Regions from separate parts of the Sus scrofa genome. Here all the other regions are linked to region 4. Evidence: chromatin contacts called from public Hi-C, HiChIP or PLAC-seq and promoter capture Hi-C data. All regions are on one chromosome and are shown on one strand. The core of a region is the stretch at or near the end of the contact, and the rest is flanking DNA. Distances in the headings are between cores, read along the strand shown.

Evidence for each region. Promoter capture Hi-C pulls out the DNA fragments that hold promoters and counts their contacts. Hi-C and Micro-C count contacts between places; a contact is called where the count stands out from the background. HiChIP or PLAC-seq counts read pairs in DNA pulled down with a chosen protein or histone mark.
Region 1: an H3K27ac HiChIP or PLAC-seq map of alveolar macrophages shows a contact between it and region 4. The contact joins the promoter of SLC38A7 here to the promoter of GINS3 in region 4. A contact is called at or near these places in 2 of 47 Hi-C or Micro-C datasets (both in liver) and 1 of 2 datasets of contacts at active chromatin or transcription factors (alveolar macrophages).
Region 2: a promoter capture Hi-C map of liver shows a contact between it and region 4, with 4 times the contacts expected there. The contact joins the promoter of CSNK2A2 here to the promoter of GINS3 in region 4. A contact is called at or near these places in 1 of 5 promoter capture datasets (liver), 1 of 47 Hi-C or Micro-C datasets (heart right ventricle) and 1 of 2 datasets of contacts at active chromatin or transcription factors (alveolar macrophages).
Region 3: a Hi-C map of skeletal muscle shows a contact between it and region 4, with 7 times the contacts expected there. The contact joins the promoter of CFAP20 here to the promoter of GINS3 in region 4. A contact is called at or near these places in 4 of 47 Hi-C or Micro-C datasets (heart right ventricle, liver and skeletal muscle).
Region 5: a contact with region 4 is called in a Hi-C map of liver, with 4 times the contacts expected there. The contact joins the promoter of CNOT1 here to the promoter of GINS3 in region 4. A contact is called at or near these places in 8 of 47 Hi-C or Micro-C datasets (heart right ventricle, liver, mesenteric adipose tissue and 1 more) and 2 of 2 datasets of contacts at active chromatin or transcription factors (alveolar macrophages and skeletal muscle).

Annotation. Positions count from the first base shown.
Region 1 is chr6:20,400,459-20,403,193 of Sscrofa11.1, reverse strand. SLC38A7 (putative sodium-coupled neutral amino acid transporter 7) reads left to right here and starts at 1,461. Exons shown (of 13, transcript XM_021097090.1): 1 at 1,461-1,532; 2 at 2,120-2,245.
Region 2 is chr6:20,015,326-20,018,025 of Sscrofa11.1, reverse strand. It overlaps CSNK2A2 (casein kinase II subunit alpha'), which reads left to right and starts at 1,302. Exons shown (of 12, transcript XM_021093948.1): 1 at 1,302-1,405; 2 at 2,192-2,303. The coding sequence starts at 1,302.
Region 3 is chr6:19,968,079-19,970,806 of Sscrofa11.1, reverse strand. CFAP20 (cilia and flagella associated protein 20) reads left to right here and starts at 1,460. Exons shown (of 6, transcript NM_001244786.1): 1 at 1,460-1,766. The coding sequence starts at 1,683.
Region 4 is chr6:20,161,422-20,164,121 of Sscrofa11.1, reverse strand. GINS3 (GINS complex subunit 3) reads right to left here and starts at 1,426. Exons shown (of 3, transcript NM_001244332.1): 1 at 1,102-1,426. The coding sequence starts at 1,287.
Region 5 is chr6:20,370,991-20,373,690 of Sscrofa11.1, reverse strand. It overlaps CNOT1 (CCR4-NOT transcription complex subunit 1), which reads left to right and starts at 1,391. Exons shown (of 49, transcript XM_021093957.1): 1 at 1,391-1,549.

The sequences.
Region 1 (2,735 bases), core at 212-2,711, 240 kb before region 4:
TGACTCAGCAGGTTAAGGATCTGGTGATGTCACTGCCATGGATCTGATTACTGCTGTGACACAGGTTTGATCCCTGGCCCAGGAACTTCTGCGTGCTGGCATGCTGTGAGCAAAGCCTACACACACACACACACGCCCACACATACACACACACACACTGATGTACACAACAACTTGCATGAGTCTCTGGGCAATTATGCTTGTTGAAAATAGCCAATCTTAAGAGGTTACAACTGTAGAATTCCATTTATATAACATTTTTTGAAATGACAGACTTTTAGAAATGGAGAACAGATTAGTGGTTGCAGAGACTTACAGAAGGAAAGCCTTGCTGGAGGGAGGTGAGTGGTTATAAAAAGGCAGTAGGAGGGATCCTTGTGTTGGAAAGGTCTGGAATCCTGAATGTGGTGATTTATAAACCCTCCCCATGATTAAGCTGAATAGAAGTAAACACACACCAAAAAATGACTTCAAATAGAACTGAGGAAATTCGAATATGATCAGTGGATTGTGTCATCAATATCCTGGTTGTGATATGGTACTATGGTTTTGCAAAATGTCACCACTGAGGGAAACTGGGTAACCAATACGAGGCTCTCATCAGCAAGGACCTTTGATGCATGAAGAGGTAGGTGGAATGGAGAGCAGGTTCTCCTAACATAGATGAGGACATTGGAATGCTAGTGACTATGTGACAGCTTGCAAGTGGCACACAGTCACAAACAGAAGCCAGGGCTATGGACACCCATTCATTCAACCAATACTTAATTATATGAGTGACATCAGTGCCTCAGTGTTCAAGAATCTAGGCCCTGGGGTTAAGGCCATGAGCAACACTCAAACCAACCACAGCTCAAGGAGGTAAAAATGGCCCCTCACTGTCCTCAGTGAAAAAGTCCAGGGTCAGCAGTTCCCGTTGTGGCGCAGTGCTTAACGAATCCGACTAGGAACCATGAGGTTGCGGGTTCGGTCCCTGCCCTTGCTCAGTGGGTTAACGATCCGGCGTTGCCCCGTTAGCTGTGGTGTAGGTTGCAGACGCGGCTCGGATCCCGCATTGCTGTGGCTCTGGCATAGGCCGGTGGCTGCAGCTCCGACTGGACCCCTAGCCTGGGAACCTCCATATGCCGCGGGAGCGGCCCAAGAAATAGCAAAAAGACAAAAAAAAAAAAAAGTCCAGGGTCAGAGCTGTGGGTGCGAAGACAAGGGAAACAAAGGAGGATTAATGAGGCCAAAGATCTATGGCCCATGGCATCCAGACTGGCAAAATCATCAATTGCTCTTCCTAGGAGTAGGAAGGAGTGTGTGATTTGGCCAAGGGGCCAGGACTAAAAGTAACCGGATAAACACCGGCGGGCAGGCTGCCAGGCTGATTCGGAACAGTGCCATCCCCTCGGGCATAAGGAAGCTGGTGTCCAAGATTGACACCTGCAGAAAACTACAACTCCCAGCATGTCCCGCGGCCCACCCAAGGCCAGAGTCATGTGACCGCTGCTCACGTGTCGCTGCAGCCGGCCGGGCTTGAGGCACCGCAGGTAAGTGACAGGAGGTACAGGTTGGTGAAGGGTGGAAATATTAGGTCCCGGGGTCCCCAGGGCCCCCACTGAGGAAAAGCCCTGCCCACACCCTCAGGACTCCGCAGCCCGGTGTCCTCCGCCACACGCCCGCGCTTGGTCGGACTGGCCCCACCTAGTCTCCTTAATCACTCCTAGGCCGGATCAAGCCCCGAAGCCCCTCCCTAGTTTACCCGACAGCAACCCACTCGCCTCGGGCCTGTAGATCGTCCCTGCCCTGGGTGCGCGCTGACCCACTCCCAATGAGCCCACTCCTCATATTTCTGGGATCCAGTCCCAGGCTGGCCTGGCAACCTGCTCCAGTTGGGGTCTGAGGGGGCCTACCGCAATGGTTAAGCCCCTGGCCTGGGCACGTGGGCGTTAGGCTTCTGTCTCTGGCTCTGCGGTCTAGTCCCTGTGACATTAGTCTAGACTCTTTCCTTCCATGGGCATGTTCTGAGCTGCTGTTCCATTCTGTGAGTTAAAACGCCTCAGTTCCCCTCACTCCGCTCACCAGCACAGAAACAGCTCAGCCCCTTCTCACTGTTGACAGCAGATTTTCTGTGAAGTTTTAAGAAAGAAGACATCGGGGGCCGGAGAGAGAAGTAAGGAGACTCAGATCCCAAATCTTTGGGGAGAAGGAGGTGTAAAGAGCAGCTCTCCCTCCACCACAGCCAGACAGGTGGAAAGAGCAGGTAAGCTGGGTACGGTGGTGTGGGGGTAATATGCAGCGAAGGGGAGCTGAGAAATCTTGGGCTAATGTGGAGACCTCTGTGTCTTCGACATGAGCAGGAAGACATGGTCTCACAGCTTCAGTAAGCACTAACTTTGCAGAGCTCTCTGTGGGGCTACCCTGGAAGCTGGAAGCCCCAAACTGCGTCCACTACTCACTGGTTTTTTGCTGAGTTGCTGACTGGGTGGCAGGTTGCGTAAGAGGAAGCCCTGCGGCATCTGACTGGTCTTTCTGGACTTGGAGTCAAAGAGGAGACACTTCCCCTGGAGCTGTGTCCCTTGGTTGCATGCTTGGTGACAGATGTCTGAAAGCACCTAAACTCCCCCTTTCCCCTCTACTGAGTATGAGGCTCCAAACTTTGTTCAAGCAGTGGGACTCACTAGCCATTCTAAACCCATCAGTGTGCTGAGGGCACGGGAAGGGATGCTTCTGTGATGGGCAATGGTTAGGTC
Region 2 (2,700 bases), core at 53-2,552, 150 kb after region 4:
ACCCAGGCTGAGTGATTAAAAAATGTGGGATGGAAAAGCAAGACCAAAGAAAGGCCCAGAACATCAAGGAGAGAAGAGTGTTCAGGGCTAGAAGGCAACCTAATAAAATAGGCCAAAGTTTGGTTGGCCACCCCACCCTCAGTCCATACCCAACTCCTAGCCTGTCCCTTCAAGGCAGGACTCTCACAATTCTCCTGCTCTCTGTCCTCCCAAACCAAACCAAGGTATTTCTATGGTCTCAAAGTGTCTCCACACATTTTGCTTATTAATTACAAAGGGAAAAATAGGAACTTTACAGTGAGTAACTTGGCTGACTCCAACTTAACCAAGTGAGGATATGAACATAAAGAGAGTTCTTAGGGAAGGTTCTGGAAGGATATTTTGGGGAAAATGTAAGATAAGGGTTTTGTGGATGAAGAGAGAAGGGGAAGTCTGGAGGTTCAAGAGTCTGTGGGTGGCAGGGGAGAGTCTATCAGGGAAGATGGGCTGTCTCTGGGAGGGGTGGGGAAATCAGGAGTTGGAGAGGTTCTGAGTGAAAAGAGCAAGTTTCATGAGGGAGGGACTTGATGGGAACAGTTTGGGTGACAAAAGTGTCACAGCAGGGTCGGTATGAGAGGTCTGGTGGTGAAACTCTGGATGACGAAAGGGTAGAGAGCTTTGGGGTAGGGGGTCTCTAGGAGAGTCCTGGAAGAGTAGGCGAGGGGGCAAGGCTCTAGGACAGCAGCCTGTGGGCGGGGAGGCCCTGTGATGAGCGCTTTCTGCCAGACCAAGGATGGGTAGATTTGGAAGGGGATCCTGGAGGGGCGGGGTCAGGGGCGGGACCAGGCCGGCGGGCGGGTCCCCCCGCGCTGCAGGGGGCGCTGTGAGGCTGGGCGGCCCCGGGCCGGGCGTCGGCCGCTCCTAGTGAGCGCGGCCCCTTTTCCGGGTTTCCTCCTCCTCCTTCTTCGCCGCCGCTGCCGCTGCCCCTTTCCCGGCCGGCGGCTGCCGCTGCTGGTGCCGCCGACGCCGCCGCCGCCGCCTCGGGGCCGCGAGCCGAGCGGAGGCCGCCGCGGAGCGCGAGCGCCATCCGCCCCGCCGTCCCGCCGGCAGCTCCAGGGCCCGGCCGGCTTGGCCGGCGCCCCCCGCGCCCCCAGCCCGCCCGCCCCCGCGGGCCCGGCCTGGCGCGGCCGCCCGCCGCTGCGCTCCTCCTCCTCCTCCGGCGGCCCGCGGCCCGCCGCCTCCTCCGCCCGCCGCCCCGCGCCCCCCGTCGCGCCGCCGCCGCCGCCCTCGGCGCCCCGCGACGCCCCCCGGTCCCGCCCGCCATGCCGGGCCCGGCCGCGGGCAGCAGGGCCCGGGTCTACGCCGAGGTGAACAGCCTGAGGAGCCGCGAGTACTGGGACTATGAGTCTCACGTCCCGAGCTGGGGGTAAAGCCGCCGCCGCCCCCCGCCGGGCCCTCTCACTCCCACCCCCGCCCGGCCGTCCCCCCACCCCCCGCGCAAACCGCACTTGTCCCCCGCTGTCTATCTCCTCGCCTGCCCCTTTGCTGGGCCTGCGCTTCTCCGGTCTGGGGTGGGAGGTCCACTCCCCCCACCAGTGCCCTCGTCTTCCTCTCCTCCCTTCCGCTTCTCCCTCCCCGTTGTGCGTACCCCTTACCCCAGGGTATACTTCCTTACAAGTGTAGGGGTCCAGGGACCAGAGCCCGGTGGGAGTAAGGGAGCAGCCTTTCCTTTTACGCTTTGGGGTTTCTATTGGGGTGGGAAGTCAGCAGCTGTCCTCTTGAGCTATTAAAATTCTTTGCTTTTCTATTTTTTTGAAATGAGGATGGGTGGGAGGAAATTTTTTAAGGATGTCCAGATTCGCAAGGCAGGCGGTGTCTACCTTCTGGGTGTGCAATAGAAGGCAGGTGCTGGGCGGAGGGGCACCTCTGGGCCTCCGGGATGGATGCTTTGCTCACCTCTAGATTGAGTCAGACCCGTGCCTTCCACCTTATCTCCCCTAAGTTATGAGGGACCAATTAGGTTAGGAACTGCGTCTAGTGCGAGGAGCCAAGTTTATGTTGTGGCTTTCATTTAGGGAATGAGTTGTGGCATGATGTGTAGACACTTCCAAGTGCTTGATTAATGGAAGCGCCTGGATGGGGTGTGTAGTGGGCATAGGCTTGGTTAATCCTAAGTCCTGCCATTTATATTTGTCGCTCTTGGCTTTCACAGTAATCAAGATGATTACCAGCTGGTTCGAAAACTTGGTCGGGGAAAGTATAGTGAAGTATTTGAGGCCATTAACATCACCAACAACGAGAGAGTGGTTGTAAAAATTCTCAAGGTGAGTGTCTTATGAGCGGCGTTAAAGTTTCTTTTTCACAGGTCAGAAGGATATGAACTATTTCAGCCACATTCTCCAATGAGCAGTTTGAGCTCTCATTTTGCATCTGTTCTGTCTGATGTCCCTCTCCTACTCCTCCCACCTCATTTTCCTGTGAACTTTCAAGAAAATCTGCAGAAATAGGCAGACCTGTTTCAACTCTAAGTGTGATGGTTCAGGAACATGCTTGTTCTGAAATGTAATTAAAGGCTTCCAAAGTGAAACTTCCAAAGGGGCTCCATTTATTAGAAAATAAATAGGCATTCAGAAGCAAAAAGAGCCTTTTCATGAAGATCCTATCAACGCAAAGGCTCCTCAAGTACTGTATATGTTATTCCAGAAAGTTGTAAAAAAGTAG
Region 3 (2,728 bases), core at 211-2,710, 190 kb after region 4:
CATGTAATAAATGCTCAATTGATCTTAGCTCTTATTAGTTGTTACAGTGATAAAGTTAGCTGCAAACTACTTTTCTGTCAGCCACATAAAACCAGCACAGGCCTGAGCAAGAGTATGATATCCAAGCAAATGCTCAATGAGTGATTGGTTTCCAACACCCGGGATTTCTTCCACACTTGAAATAGCATAGCTTATTTTATGCTTTTTAAAAAAACATTCTGGAGTTCCCATTGTGGCTCAGTGGGTTGAGAACCCAATGTAGTCTCCAAAAGGATGCGGGTTGGATCCCTGGCCTTGCTCAGTGTGTTAAGGACCTGGCATTACAAGTTGCAGATGTGGCTGAGATCCAGTGTTGCTGTGGCTATAGCAAAGGCCTGCAGCTGCAGCTCCGATTTGACCCACTTCCTTATGCCACAGGTGAGGCATAAAAATAAATATTTTTAAAAATTAAACAATGTTGGAGTTCCCATCGTGGTGCAGCAGAAATGAATCTGACTAGGAAACATGAGGTTGGGGGTTTGATCCCTGGCCTTGCTCAGCGGGTCAAGATCCAGCATTGCTGTGAGCTATGGTGTAGGTCTCAGACAGGCTCGGATCCTGCGTTGCTGTGGCTGTGGTGTAGGCTGGCAGCTGTAGCTCTGATTAGACCTCTAGCCTGGGGACCTCCATATGCTGCAGGTGCGGCCCTAAAAAGACCAAAAGGAAAAAAAAAATGTTCTAAGAACTAATTGATTAAAACCCTGCTGCTAATTCAACCTATTCAAATGTATTTTAATTGCATTAATTTCTGCTTTTATCTTAATGTTCAGACCTTGTTTTCTAATCATGCATTTAAGGTGATAAATTTTCCTTGAAGTATTGCTTTGACCACATACCACAAGTTAAGATATCTGGTGTATTCATAGTGATCCTGTTAATAATTAAAGCAATGATGCCTTTAAGACATTTAATGTAGTTAGTGCGCATGTACTGGTTAGCTGCTTTAACCTTATCAAATAATGCCAAAGAGCATTATTTGTTATTTGCAGGAAACCAGGCAAGCACTTCCTTACATCCAAGCCACCCGTGCCTTTCCCCACTTTTCTTTCGCGCTAGTAACTCCTACTGTCCCCTAAGGGGGCGGGGCCTGGACTTCACGCCTCTGACTCCACCCCCTCCAGGTTCCCATGACACTGGGCAGATGCTAACAACTCATTCTATAACCTTGTGTCTCCTTCCGCTTTCTAGAAGCCGCTCTGAGACAACGATGGGAAAATAGTCCCTTGGCAACGAGGTTCTTTTTTCCAGACGGCGGAACTAGGGCGGGGCTTAAGAGCGGAAGAAACAGGAAGTCCGTGATCCCTGTGGCAGGATTGGGCCCCGCTCTCTCGGGGGCGAGCTCAAGCTGGCGGAGGGATCCACCTCTGGCGGCGGGCGGCCCACCGCCTCTATTTAAGGAAGGGAGAGAGGCGCAGGCGGCAGTTGCTGTGGTGTCGGTGCTGAGGCGGCTTCGTTCTTCTGCTAGTGAGCCTCGCGGATGTAGCGTCCCGCGTCTAAGTCCTGCTGTCTGCGGCTACCAATTGGGAGGTCAGGAGCGCAGGGTACTTTCTTTGGGCCAGAGCCGGCCCCCTTTTTTGCCTTCGCCACTAAGTGAAGCCATTTAGGTCAGCTTCCGCGCGGCTGAGGAGAAGGCCGCCGGCGATATGTTCAAAAACACGTTCCAGAGCGGCTTCCTCTCCATTCTCTACAGCATTGGCAGCAAGCCCCTGCAAATCTGGGACAAAAAGGTCAGGGACTGGGGGCGGTGGCGGGGCGGGGTCCGCGGGCTGGGCCTGGTGTGGCGGGTAGTTATGTGGAGCTGGGGGAAGGCCGGGCGGTCGCTGCTGTGCCCCGTCCCCAGCCTGGCGTGACTGAGGGTCGACGAGGGAGCGTCGTGTAAGCAGCTGGAGTGCATGTGGAGTGGGCGTGGCTGGGCTTTAAGTGACCTGCGGCCGTGGTCCAGTTAGGACAGTGGTCCCTCTTTGCAGATTTGACTGGGTCACTGGATTCCTAACCTTCGGTTTCTGCATCTATAATATGGTGGGGTTGAATAGTGCCCGTTTCACAGCGTTGAAAAGCGTAAACTCACGTGATGTTGCTTTGGGGACGTGCACATGAATTGCTGTTCACTGATTTCACAAACATTTACTGATACCCTGTATTGTGCCAGGCCCTATGCTCGGCACTAGACACAGAACCTTTGTTCCAGGCGCCCTTACAGAGGCAAAGCCAGGACTCAGTTATGTTTGGGTTTCATTCATTTGCTCCCTTCCTCCCACTGATCCCGAACAAGCCAGAATTCGGTGGCCCTTGGCACTTGCTCCACACTCACTGTGACTTGGGGTCTGTACTCTGCCTTTCCTTATTTCTCCATCAGGAAAATTGCAAAATGGTGATAACGTCTTGTTTGGGTTAACAAGCACAGACCCAGGTAAAACATCTTGTTTTTTTTTTTTGTCTTTTTGCTATTTTTTGGGCCGCTTCCACGGCATATGGAGGTTCCCAGGCTAGGGGTCTAATGGAGCTGTAGGCGCCGGCCTACGCCAGAGCCACAGCAACACCGGGTCCGAGCCTCGTCTGCAAACTACACCACAGCTCATAGTAACGCCAGATCCCCAACCCACTGGGCCAGGCCAGGGACCGAACCCGCAACCTCATGGTTCTTAGTTGGATTTGTTAACCACTGAGCCACGACGGGAACTCCTAAAAC
Region 4 (2,700 bases), core at 177-2,676:
TCCTGGATGGGATCCTGAAACAGAAATAGGGCGTTAGGTAAAAAAGAAGGAAATACGAATAAAGTACGTAGGGCACATCTCTGTCTACCAGCGCGCAAGAGAATTAAACCCTTCACTATCATATTGAGTTTTCCGTCAATAAAGAATGTCTAAATTCTTTTTTACAAAGAAGATAAACTTTAAAACATTATTTAGAAACACGGAGGTGAATCTTGAAGAAACTCTGAAAAACATAGACTGTGGAGATGGGAAGGGACATAGCAAGGCAAGGCCTGCTATGTTTTGTTATAAATCTTTTGGTACTATTGACTTTTTAAACTTTGCATATGTCCTACTTTGAAAAAAATTAAAACAGACCAAACAAAAACACCCTTCTAAACAAAACTCAGGTTAAATAGGAAATCAAAAATAACCATTACAAGCCAAGTTCCTGGGACAAACTCGTATTTGAAGTCATGCAGTCTTAGGTTCGAATCCAAGCTCACCGCTTATAATGAGTCCCTGGCCAAGTTACCCAACCTTTCTGAGCTTCAATTTCCTCCCATGTAACAACACTTAACAGTAGGGTTGTTGAAAAATTAAAGGCTAATACACGGAAAACTATACTCCCCCTGCCCTATCCATGCTGGCAATAAAACTCAGTAAATGGTAGGTGATACTGTCATCGTTATGCAGGAATGAAATTAGCAACTTGGGGCTCCCCGATATTATTTGCTCCTACAGAAGCAAAAACTTTTGTTTTAAGGCAAAAGTGGTCAGAACCATTGGTCCTCAAGTATTCAGTCGGTGCCAATTCTAAAGCAAGAACACATGCCGGGGAGAGAAGACACTGCTAAATTTGGTTGGTTTCAAAACTGAGTGTGGGAGGGAGCTCAACGACTCAGTGTAAATTTCGTTTCCGTAAGGGTCGCGGAGAGTAGGTGGGGAGAAGGACTCTAGAGCGCGGGGAATCGGCGGACAGAACTCCTTTAGCGCACTTCCGGGCCCCTCCTTAAAACTACAGATCCCAGGAGGCAGCGCGCCCGGTCATGCGGCCCCAGGGCCGTAAGGCCCACTGGGAGTGGTAGTCTTTTGGTTAGGGGATCCGCGCCAAAGGCTTACCTGAGGGATTGTGTTGTCTGTCTCGGCCCCTCCGCTCCGGTCCAGGAAGAAAGTGCCGAGGCGCGGCATGGGGATCTCAGTGCGCACCGGGAGCTTTTCGTGGGACATCAGGATATCGTCCAGGGAAAGAAAGTTCTCCTCAGGCCCCAGCGCACCCGACTCCACCCGGAAATAAGCCTCGGACATGGCGGCGGTCCACTCTCGTTGTTCTGGAGACCTCGGGGAGTCAGGGATGTAGAAGGAGGAGGAGGTGGCGGTGGCTGAGGCTGGTCAGGATTTTGAAGGTTGAGGAGGTCCTTGCGGCCACCTGGTAGGATTCAAACTCTTTTCCCGCGCCCGGGGTTGGGCCAGACAGAAGCAGTCGATCTAGGCGGGTCTTCCCAGGAAGAAGCAATCGACAAAATCTGCGGATTTGGTTTTGCGCAACTCCTTGGTAAGGGCGCAGTAGGTGGATCCGCACTAAGTTTTCTTCCCGCAGTGTAGCCCAGGGTGAGAACTTCAAAGAGAAGCAGGAAATGCCGTTGAAGCTGCAGGAAGCGTCTGCACTAGACTGAGTTATGTGGTCTTTTAAATGTTTACATGAAATTAAAAACACTTTGCAGTACATTTAGGGGCTTAAAAAAGACCATTGCGCCCTTCCTCTCAGGCCTGATCCAGTCTGGCTTAATTATTACAGTTTGTCAGTCTCTGAGAATCTCTGTTAATCTTGAAACATTAAAAACAAAGCAACACTCTAACACTAGCCCCTGACAGTTATTACAGACTTTTCGGAGGAGGTATAGTAGGGTAGATGGGGGGGTGGTGGTGGAGGAGCGCACGTGGCTTGCAGAGGTCCTGAGTCTATGTCAGGACCTCCCAGTTCACCTTACCATCAACGGCTAACTCCATTTGTGGCTTTTATTTTAAATCCTTAAAAGAAGAAATCTAATGGGCAGTTCATCTCTTTTTGAGGCAGGCCACAATGGTCATAGGTGGCAAGACATTCCATAGATTGGGTGCCAGTCATGTGCCATCACTGGTCTGGTGGGAAGGGGATGTGGTACCAGACTTGGGGGCGTTAGTCAGGGCTATGGATGGTGGCAGTGTTGAGAGAGGCACTACAAAACTTACTTCATAAAGAAGGACATTCTGGGCTATAGAGCCATGAGCAGAGGGTTCATGGAAAAGGAATGTGTATTCATCATGTTTTTTATTTTCTGTCCTTTATGAGGCTTTGATATCTTGGGGCCTTGCAGCTTGGGTAGGAACTGTTCCTCCCAGGGTGAGCTAATTCCTAGAGTCGCAAACAACTTGCCTGTGAACATGCCTTCCGTGTACAAACTAACTGATCCAGAGCCCATATCCCAAGCCTTTATCTAACTCCCACATACCAAACCAGTATTTCCCCGCCCTAAATCACCCCAGGGCCAAGAACTGGACAGTTGGAGACCAGCCTTATTCAAACTATCCAATCCTAAATTTGTTTAAACCTGCCTACTCTGCTTCACCCATTTCTTCCCACAGAAACCACAGTAAAGGCTCTGGGAGTGTTTTCAGGGTCCTTCAGTAAAGGGGTGTCCTCCCCTCCCTCCTTCTGCCTCCTGACAGGCCCGTCAGGTA
Region 5 (2,700 bases), core at 142-2,641, 210 kb before region 4:
GATCTGCTGCACGACATGCATATAGTTAACAGTACTATATGGTAACTTAAAAATGGCTACGATGGTAAATTTTATGTTGTGTTTTTTGTTTGTTTTGTTTTGGCTGAGCCCATGGCATGTGGACGTTCCCAAGATGGGACCTGTGCTGCACTTGTGACCTGCCCCACAGCAACGATGGATCCTTAACCTGCTGCTCCACATCAGGAAGTTATATGTTATATGTTTTTACCACATCCTCCTCCCCCCACGTGTAAGTTCTTGGGGCAGGATTCCACAGCCAGAGAAGCAGAGCAGTGACAAGAGAGCCTTAACCCGCCTTACATAATTTTTTTTAAAGAGACATATGGCTAGCAAACAAGAAACTTAGTGTTGCCTCAGGACAGCAGAGATTAGGATCGTTTTTCTCCAAAAGGTAAAAGATCCAACACTTTCTTCCCAATCTTCCCACCCTTCTGGGAACAGATGACCTCCAAATCTTTAAAAAGATATGTTCCCATGCTTTTTATTCCCAGAGCAAAAGGCATAAATATTCTTTTTTATCCACCTCCAGGGAGTGAGCCAAAAAGAGGACCTGAGCCTGAGCTTCCCACCTCTTTCTAAGGAGTCCCTTCCTCAATAGGCAGAACGAGAAAGGAAAGTTCTCTCCAGTAAAGTTAGGCAGGCTAGGACCAAATGGGAGCCTGGAAGACTACGTTCTCCAGCATGCATTGCTGCCCCTAGAGCGCATTCAGTGACTGAAGAATACGCACTACTTTTGCGACAGGGATGGGGTTGGGTGAACTACAGATCCCAGGATGCAAGGGCTACCACTCCAGTAACAGCCTGGCTTGCTTTCTGGAGCTGGCGTTCCCCGCCAAAGGGATACGCGGTTTGGGGAATGTTTGAGATTGGGAAGCCCCGTGGTCTATCGGATTTGACACTTCGAAAGAGGAAGGAGAATACGGGAAGGCTGCTTTTCACTGTAACTCAAAGTTGTTCCCGGGCAGGATAACAAGGGTTTAAGGGCCCCCCCCTCCTTTATTTATGGTTTCTCATAGCCAATGTCAGACACCCATTGGTGGAGGACTTCGAGGGCAGGTGGGAAGTCCGAGCAGCCCTACATCGAAGTTATCTGTCTCTCCTTATTGGTCTTCAACTCGAGCGCAGGCGCGAGGGCTCCGATTCCGGTCCCTGGGGACTGGTGAGCGGCAATTGGCCAAAGCCCGCGAAGTAGGAGTCTGGATTGGTAGTTGCTAGCAGGATCCTGGTTTCTTCCTTGACTTCTGCAAGTGATAGAGTGTGATTGGTTTAAATCCGCGGGCACCCGTCGGTGATTGGGTGGAAGCCACAGGCGGAGTACGGCCATTGGCTGGTGCTGGGGCCATCCCTCCTCGGGCGGGCAGCGAATGATGAAATGGGAACGGGGAGGGGAAAGGCCGCGACGTGAGCGCGCGACCTCCGGCGCCATTTTGTAGAGAAACAAGCGGAGTTAACCGAAGAGAGGGTCGAGGAGAGCCGGAGTCGAGGACCCAGGAGTTTCCTGTGTCCAGCGCTGCCGGAGCCGCCCGAGGTGAGGTGGGCTGGGGTCAGGTGCTGAGGCCGGCTGACGGTGTCAGCTACGGAACGCGGGTGCCGGTGCGGGAAGGAACCGAGGTGGTCCCGGGGCCATTGGGAACGTTTCCCGGCGCTCCGCGGAGTGAGGGGCAGTCGGACGGGGAAGTGGCGAGGCGGGAGAGGGCGGACTCTCTCCTCTTCGCTCGCGAGTCTTCGGGCTCTGAAGAGAAGCGGCCGAAGTGAAGGCTCCACGAAGCGGAAGGCAGAGCGCGGGATGAGTCTCGGGATGGCCCCCGGCCCGGGCCTGGAAGCTCTGAGGGTGGCGGTGGCGGCATTTGGGGCGGCTGGGCCTCGCCTCGCGCGGGCTGCCCCCTTCGCAGACCCCACGAGCTCCTCAACTGCCGGATGAGTGCAGTGGGCATGGGCGTAGGAGGCCTAGCCCCGGGGGCGAGGGGAGCGTGTTCCGAGTAGTTGCAGACTCCCAGTTCCTGTTGTTGGACCCGGAGCTGCCAATCCTCCTCCCCCCGCCCCCAGCACGTTGTCAAACCCCGAGTGTTTTCGGGTGTCCGCCGGTGGGAGGGGCGGGCGGGAGCGAGGCACTTCCTTATTACTTCTTGCCACAGGTTTTGTTCCATTCGCGCGCCCGGGCGCTCTCACACTCGCTCCGAAGTCGGCCCCCATCCACCTGGCCCAGTGTCTGTGCTAAGTGGCGTTTCTGCTCACCCATGGAAAGTGTCCTCCTGGTGAGCAGAGCACATGGAGGCTTCAGTGCTGGGGAGAGATTTTCTGCGGATCTTGTAGGGGTTACATAAGGCCAAACGCACAGATACTCCGTTTCAGTAACCCCCACCCCTGCAGGTTTCACCCCACCGGGCTCCTACAGATGAGCATCCCCACTAGGACTGCGCTTTAATGCTTCCTCTCTGTGGGTTTGGAAATGTTGTGTTTAAAGTAAACTTTGAGAAGAAAACTTTTGCTCTGAAGTCACTCAAAGGCCCTAATTTTTAGGATTCTGAGAACGTCTTTTTGTTGGTGGTAACACAGTTTTCTTTCCTTATTTCTCTACGTTCTGTTGCCATGAGGTTAACAACTAATTGATTGAGTCTCACTGATTACTTTTTGGGGAAAAATTCTGAACATTTCCCTCATGACAGTCCATTTGATAGG